Linked DNA regions of Zea mays: region 1 is linked to region 2. Evidence: chromatin contacts called from public Hi-C data. All regions are on one chromosome and are shown on one strand. The core of a region is the stretch at or near the end of the contact, and the rest is flanking DNA. Distances in the headings are between cores, read along the strand shown.

The links. A called contact is a pair of places that touch in the nucleus more often than the background predicts.
Region 1: a Hi-C map of leaf shows a contact between it and region 2, with 5 times the contacts expected there. The contact joins the enhancer-like site here to the promoter of LOC100196928 in region 2.

What each region holds. Positions count from the first base shown.
Region 1 is chr10:95,798,678-95,802,347 of Zm-B73-REFERENCE-NAM-5.0, forward strand. No RefSeq gene overlaps it. Among protein-coding and RNA genes, the nearest start is that of LOC103641418, 110 kb to the left of the region's middle. Within about 2 kb of position 1,579, at least 17 of the 20 cell types and tissues checked have an H3K27ac peak or open chromatin away from gene starts, as enhancers often do. A contact at or near this core is called in leaf, where this site is marked.
Region 2 is chr10:95,651,567-95,655,667 of Zm-B73-REFERENCE-NAM-5.0, forward strand. It overlaps LOC100196928 (heat shock protein HSP82), which reads left to right and starts at 1,728. Exons shown (of 2, transcript NM_001141944.3): 1 at 1,728-1,988; 2 at 2,116-4,101. The coding sequence starts at 1,836.

The DNA.
Region 1 (3,670 bases), core at 329-2,828, 150 kb after region 2:
CTCACCAAAGGTGGGAGCTCATGTGAAGTGTAAGGCTGATCAACAAATAATGGTTAAAGTTGAGCATTGCTTTTAATAAGTTGGTCAAATTTTATTAGCAGTTACTAAGTATAAGTAAATACCAACCCAAATAATGAGATATCATAATTAATAAATAAACCACAATGCGATGCAAATGACCAATTAAATTTAATTCCATAAGTTACTCATGTGAGGGTCTGAGTCGTTCATGACCGTGAGCACGGCTGATATACCAGTTTTACACTCTGCAGAGGTTGCACATCTTTATCCACAAGTCATGTTACCCATCTGCCATGGGGTTGTACGGGCCCCATACACATCTACCAAGGAAGCAAGGCAGGGTAACACTATGAGGCCTTTACAAAGTTCCATTAGCTTCAGAAAACTCGCTACGGTTTCTAAGGAGCACAATATAGAAATCCCCCGTCTAAAATGCCATCTCAGCAAGATCAACCTGAGAACCTCCCTATACCAAGAACTCCCCTACCGCCCTTGCCCCTATCGGGTAAGGTAGTCCTCCACTAGCTTTCCTAATTAGTTAGCCAAGGGCGTCCCATACCACCCTTGTGGTAGCACTGTTTTCCCAGGTGGTTCTCCCTGTTCCAATTAACAAAATGATCTTATCATGAATAGTACAAAACTCATTTGTAATAAAAGCATGATCACGAATAATGTGTATCTTAACACCCAAAACCACATAAAGCAATAGCATATACTACCCAAAAGTTCAGTGGTAAACAAGGTGTAAAGATGACCAAACTAGGGTGACCTATTGGGTCCCATCAAAATTAACCTAGCATATCATAATGATTAACAGGAACATTATTGGGTAAAGAAAAGTGATCAAGGGCAAAACTTGCCTTCAACGAGCTCCTACTCAGTATTTTCCACCTGATGAGTACCGGGATCCTCGGTTGCTTGCTCGTCTAATCGCAACAATATAAACAAACATGGTATAGGAGATTTTAACATCACACCAAACATGAAAACATATTGTATAATAATGTTATACGCATCGTAATTAGATCGTGGGTTTGAGAATCACTAAATTCAGAGTTACGATTAAAGAGTTATGATTTTCCGAAGTTTTAAATGTTAAGTATAGAATAAATTAAGTGCATAATTCTAACCTATATTTTATGATGAAACAGGGTTACCATGTGATAAACAACATTAATATGAATTTAATGCAACTGGAATGAATAAAAAAGGATTTAAAATGAATTTCTTATAAATTAAACAAGGTTCTGGAATTATTTCTATACTAAAAATTATTTTATGAATTACTTTATTCCATTTATTCACTCCCTGGGCTGTGACCATAAATACAGGGGAACCTAGGGTCTAAATTACAATTTACAGGGACCTAGTCATAATTTCTTTTGAACTAATCTGGACGGTGGGTTTATTCCCTAAAAGATCGAGGACTCTAATGCAAAACGTAGCCCGCGAAGGGGTATCTTTTGTTTCTGGCCGATGGATCAAAGATGTGCATCCCAGATTAAGTCGGCTCAATATGCGAACCGCTATCCACACGTGACCCTCTGATCCCATATCTACGACCACGATTTAATGAAGTACGATTGTAAGTCCATTCCATCTGATCCCGATCGGACGCACCTGAGCAATCCGAACGAAATGATACGAGTGATCTAATCACACCCACATACCCCGAGATCTACGGTTCACACGGCGACACCCTTTGGTTAAATATCGATGGCTCATCCACTAATCAAAGGGGAAGATTTCTTGGATCAACCGTTTACAAGAGGTCTGGCCCTAGCCTTTGATCAAGGGATCAACGGTCCACAGAGATCCCCCTAGCTCCCGACGCCGGCGGCGAGAGCTCACCAATTCCCGCACGGCGGTGCCATTGCAGCGCATGGTCCTACGCCTCCCTAGCGTTCCTCCTCCACTGAAAACCTTAAATATGTAATGCAGAAGATAAAGTGGATTGGGTCTCAAGGTTTTACCGATGGATGAGGCGGCGACTGTTCCGATTCACAGCGTTACACTTCCCTTCGCCTCCGATGGGCTTGCGCAGGTACCCGCGCACACCCGATAACCGGTGAACACCTCTGGTGAGGCACGGTAGGGCACAACGAACCTTTCCTCCCCCACGACAGAGACCCCGGCGTCGTTGGCATGGTTTCCCTGCACCAACCCGAGGTCTTTCTCTCTCTCCCACGCTATCTTTGCTCCGGCGAACTCGCGAGGTCCCTCTACGGTGGTGGTCGCGAGGAGCAGCAAGGAGTAGGAAGGGGAGGATCCAGGTCATGGCTTCCTAAATAGGCGTGGATTAGGCTCGGGCGTATTAACGAACCGCGCGACATCGACGTGACCCCGCCATGCATGGTGCGCTCGTTGAGAGGGAGGGAGAAGACCTCCCGGACCCACCCGCCAGCGGCTGTGAGACCCGAGCGTGGCGCAGCTATGACTCACCCGTGGGCCCCGCCATGGGCTGAGTAGTGCAATTATCTGGGCCGAGGAGTCAATAATTCGGCCTAGGCGCAGGAAGCTCCATTTTTTTCTTTTCTTTTATATTTTCTGTTTTGTTTTTTCACTTAGATTCATAATTTGAATTCAAATTCAAACTAGGGTTCCTCTTTTAGATTAAATGCACCACTCAAAAACATCAGCATGAGATACACATTTCTTTATTAATTTATTGGTTACTTGACTAATTTGATTCCATTATTGAATATGCACAAAGGGAGGAAACCAATTAATCTGCAAGGGTTCCAAAAATCCCCAAAACACTAACACACAAATATATTTATGTATTTATATCATTATTTTTCTCTGATACAAATTTGGGCTTTACACCTGCCCGACAGCCCCCCCCCCCCCCCCCCCCGGCGCGCCCTCCCCGGTGCAGCACTCCGTCCCAGCGCGGCCCCTCCCCGACGCGCCCCTGGCCCCCAGCACGGCCCTGCCTTGGCCCCCTGTCCTGACGTGTGGCCCTCAGCCCGGCGTGACTCGTGGTGCGCGGCCAGCCGCCCTGATGCGGCCTCGGCGCGCAGCCCTAGTGCGCGTCTGCCCTCGGCGCGCTTCGCGCTCGACGTTTGCCATTTTGTGCTTGACGTAACGCTTTAAATTTCGCTTGGGTCATACGTCGTTTCGTGCATAGCGCGCACACCGTTTTTGTGTGTCGTGCACTTGGCTGCGCGATGACATTTTGATCCACCTAGAATCGTGTATGATAATTAAAGTGCGTAGTGTAACGACGGTTAATCGAGTACCGAACTAATCATAACCAAGTGACAATTTTATTTACGCGTTGCATGAATATCAATCAATATAATTATGTTGAAATAAATATTTTAGTCCATAGCCACTTAACGTAATCGCTATGTCTCTCGGTCTTAGCTTTGACCGTCGTAGTTTCTCTTCTCGCATAGTCGTAAATACGAGCTCTACGCCACGTGTCTGTTTAATTGATCTGTTTCATTGTGTGGTGTATTGTTTACTTCTATGTTAAGAATGTGGAATGTATGTTTGCACTCATTATAGATAATGGTACGTTGGCGGAGTCCGAGGAAGTTGCAGGAGAAGACCCTGAGCAGTAGCTGGTTGGTGAAGGCAAGTGTCCTCTGACCTATCTATGTCCTACTCATTTTACAATTCATCTCCCCGCATTTACACAATT
Region 2 (4,101 bases), core at 478-2,977:
TGCTCAGCTTTAACCATCTCCTTTAAGAGCCTTACACTTCACATGAGCCCCACTGTAAGTGAGCTCATGCACATTATTCCCACAACTTATTGAGCGGTGAATGTATGTGAGCTCACCCTTATTGTACTCACATCCCCCTAGGTCAAGAGCAGGTACGCAAGATGAGGAGCGTGAAGGATGTCGCGATGAGTTCGTGAGAAGTCTAGGCTGTTGTCTCCCAGTCAACTATGATTGCTCGTTGTCTTCGTATGATGTAATTGTTTAAATATTTTGTACATAACTCCATTATATATTAAATACGTGACATTCGTTTCTATAACATGAGTCATCATATGTATGAGATTTGATCCCAACACACATTTGATTCGCTCCTGGGTTTGCCCCTTAAATCCGGGTGTGACAGCTATGCTTTTATTATATGCACTTTGATCTATATGATATTAATGACTTCGGTCTGTAATAATATTACTTGTTCTTTATGATTACTTAAAGCATTGTGTGATTATGAGTCATTTATGTAATTGTCGTGTACGTGAATTCTGATCCTGTCACGTACATGATTCGTATTCGGTTTAACTTGTAAAACCGGGTGTGACACCTTACATGTCTCAGTTGTGTTTTTTATTCGGGGTAGACTTCTTTGAAAGTTCTGGTACTTGTTCATGTGTATGATTCAGCTCGTGGTTACGAATATTCATAGGATCGTTGGTATGATACGCACCGTACATCGAATTTAGGATGTTTCTATGAATGGCTCACCATTTATCTGGCCCGTGGTTTAGTTTATGGTAGTCCTTGTGGCTCTCTGGTCCGTTTCTGCACCTTTGGTCATACACATGACATGTGTTGATTTAGGACTAATGATAATGTTCTAAACTATGCTTTAGGTAGATTTATTTTTTGGTTGCTTTTGATGCACCTTTATTTACTTATTTTCAACCTACTCAAAAAATATGACAAGAGGCGACCAATGCAACCAGCATGGGCCGATCAACGCGATTAGACTGAAATTGGATGTTTTATTTGTTGTTGTGCATCTCCCTCAGGTTGATAAGTCAAGTCAGGTGACACGCATGGAACATGACCACCTCTAGCACTCAGAGGTGGTCAAAGCAGCGTTCAAGAGAGACGATCGCAACAAAAACATATCTCCAGGATCCACGTATAACGATCGCCCGTATGTTTCTCATGACGACAAGAACAATATTTAAAATACTAGATAAATAATATTAAATTCTAAAGTTTATAGTGTATCTATTTAATGCTATAGGTTTTATATATTTTAATATTTTTAGTTAAATTTAGAATATGTTGACTTTTTAAAGATTTTTCAATTTAAAATAGAGAAAATAAGTTTTATCCAATTCAGCCCATGAGTATATTCAGCTGAAATGGGAATCCGGCCCATACACGAGCATAATCAGTTGGAAGATTCGAACGAACTGGGCCACTAGTCTCAGTTTGATCCGTTGCGTTCGGCTCCCCCTTCCATCCATCTGAAGAAACCAGAAGACCGCGGAAGCTTCCGGCCGTCCCACCGCCACACGCCCAACAGTCCAACACCAAGACAGAGAGGTGAAGGCTCTGGAACAGCCGGGAGTACGCGAAACAGAGTAGGGCAGGAAAGCTTGCGAACACACTGGAACACCTGCGAACTCTCCCTGCGATCAACCGCGTTTGTATAAAGCAAAGCCACCTGTTCGTCCGGCCTGTCCATCGGCGTGACACGAAACCAAGCAACAATTGAGTGATCGATCCATCACCTCTCTCTCTCTTTCAGCAAATCTATCCGCGACAACTAAGCATTCGATTCTCCGACAACAACAAGCAGGGTAATGGCGTCTGCGGACGTGCACATGGCTGGCGGTGCGGAGACGGAGACCTTCGCATTCCAGGCCGAGATCAACCAGCTGCTCTCCCTCATCATCAACACCTTCTACTCGAACAAGGAGATCTTCCTCAGAGAGCTCATCTCCAACGCATCGGATGTAAGCTCTTCCTTCCCGATCAAGCCATCCTCTGTTCTCATTTCATTTTCGACACTTGAAATGCTCTGCTTTACATTACACCAACAACAAGCTAATCCGTGACAATGGCAATGGCATTCCATTGCAGGCGCTTGACAAGATCCGCTTCGAGAGCCTGACGGACAAGTCGAAGCTGGACGCGCAGCCGGAGCTCTTCATCCGGCTCGTCCCGGACAAGGCCAGCAAGACGCTGTCCATCATCGACTCCGGCGTGGGCATGACCAAGTCCGACCTGGTCAACAACCTCGGCACCATCGCGCGGTCGGGCACCAAGGAGTTCATGGAGGCGCTTGCCGCGGGCGCCACCGACGTGTCGATGATCGGCCAGTTCGGCGTCGGCTTCTACTCCGCCTACCTCGTCGCGGACAGGGTCATGGTCACCACCAAGCACAACGACGACGAGCAGTACGTGTGGGAGTCCCAGGCCGGCGGGTCCTTCACCGTCACGCATGACACCACGGGGGAGCGACTCGGCCGGGGCACCAAGATCACGCTCTTCCTCAAGGACGACCAGCTCGAGTACCTGGAGGAGCGCCGCCTCAAGGACCTCGTCAAGAAGCACTCGGAGTTCATCAGCTACCCCATCTACCTGTGGACGGAGAAGACCACCGAGAAGGAGATCAGTGACGACGAGGAGGAGGACAACAAGAAGGAGGAGGAGGGCGACGTCGAGGAGGTGGACGACGAGGACAAGGACGCCAAGGATAAGAGCAAAAAGAAGAAGAAGGTGAAGGAGGTGAGCCACGAGTGGGTGCAGATCAACAAGCAGAAGCCCATCTGGCTCCGCAAGCCCGAGGAGATCACGCGCGAGGAGTACGCCTCCTTCTACAAGTCTCTGACCAACGACTGGGAGGACCACCTCGCCGTGAAGCACTTCTCGGTGGAGGGGCAGCTGGAGTTCAAGGCCATCCTGTTCGTGCCCCGCCGCGCGCCCTTCGACCTGTTCGACACGCGCAAGAAGCTCAACAACATCAAGCTCTACGTCCGCCGCGTCTTCATCATGGACAACTGCGAGGAGCTCATCCCGGAGTGGCTGGGCTTCGTGAAGGGCGTGGTGGACTCGGATGACCTGCCGCTCAACATCTCCCGCGAGACGCTGCAGCAGAACAAGATCCTCAAGGTCATCCGCAAGAACCTGGTCAAGAAGTGCATCGAGATGTTCTTCGAGATCGCGGAGAACAAGGACGACTACGCCAAGTTCTACGACGCCTTCTCCAAGAACATCAAGCTGGGCATCCACGAGGACTCGCAGAACCGCGCCAAGCTCGCCGACCTCCTGCGCTACCACTCCACCAAGAGCGGCGACGAGACGACGAGCCTCAAGGACTACGTGACGCGCATGAAGGAGGGGCAGAAGGACATCTACTACATCACCGGCGAGAGCAGGAAGGCCGTGGAGAACTCGCCGTTCCTGGAGCGTCTCAAGAAGAAGGGCTACGAGGTGCTGTTCATGGTGGACGCCATCGACGAGTACGCCGTGGGGCAGCTTAAGGAGTACGACGGCAAGAAGCTGGTGTCGGCAACCAAGGAGGGCCTGAAGCTGGACGACGAGGACGACGAGGAGGCCAAGAAGCGGCGGGAGGAGCGCAAGAAGCGGTTCGAGGAGCTGTGCAAGGTGATCAAGGACATCCTGGGCGACCGCGTCGAGAAGGTGGTGGTGTCGGACCGCATCGTCGACTCGCCGTGCTGCCTGGTGACGGGCGAGTACGGGTGGACCGCCAACATGGAACGGATCATGAAGGCGCAGGCACTACGGGACAGCAGCATGAGCGCGTACATGTCCTCCAAGAAGACCATGGAGATCAACCCGGACAACGGCATCATGGAGGAGCTCCGGAAGCGCGCCGAGGCCGACCGAAACGACAAGTCCGTCAAGGACCTCGTGCTGCTGCTCTTCGAGACGGCGCTGCTCACCTCGGGGTTCAGCCTCGACGACCCCAACACGTTCGCGGCCAGGATCCACAGGATGCTCAAGCTCGGCCTCAACATCGACGAGGACGCTGCTGCCGACGAGGACGCCGACATGCCCGCGCTTGACGAGGGCGCCGCCGAGGAGAGCAAGATGGAGGAGGTC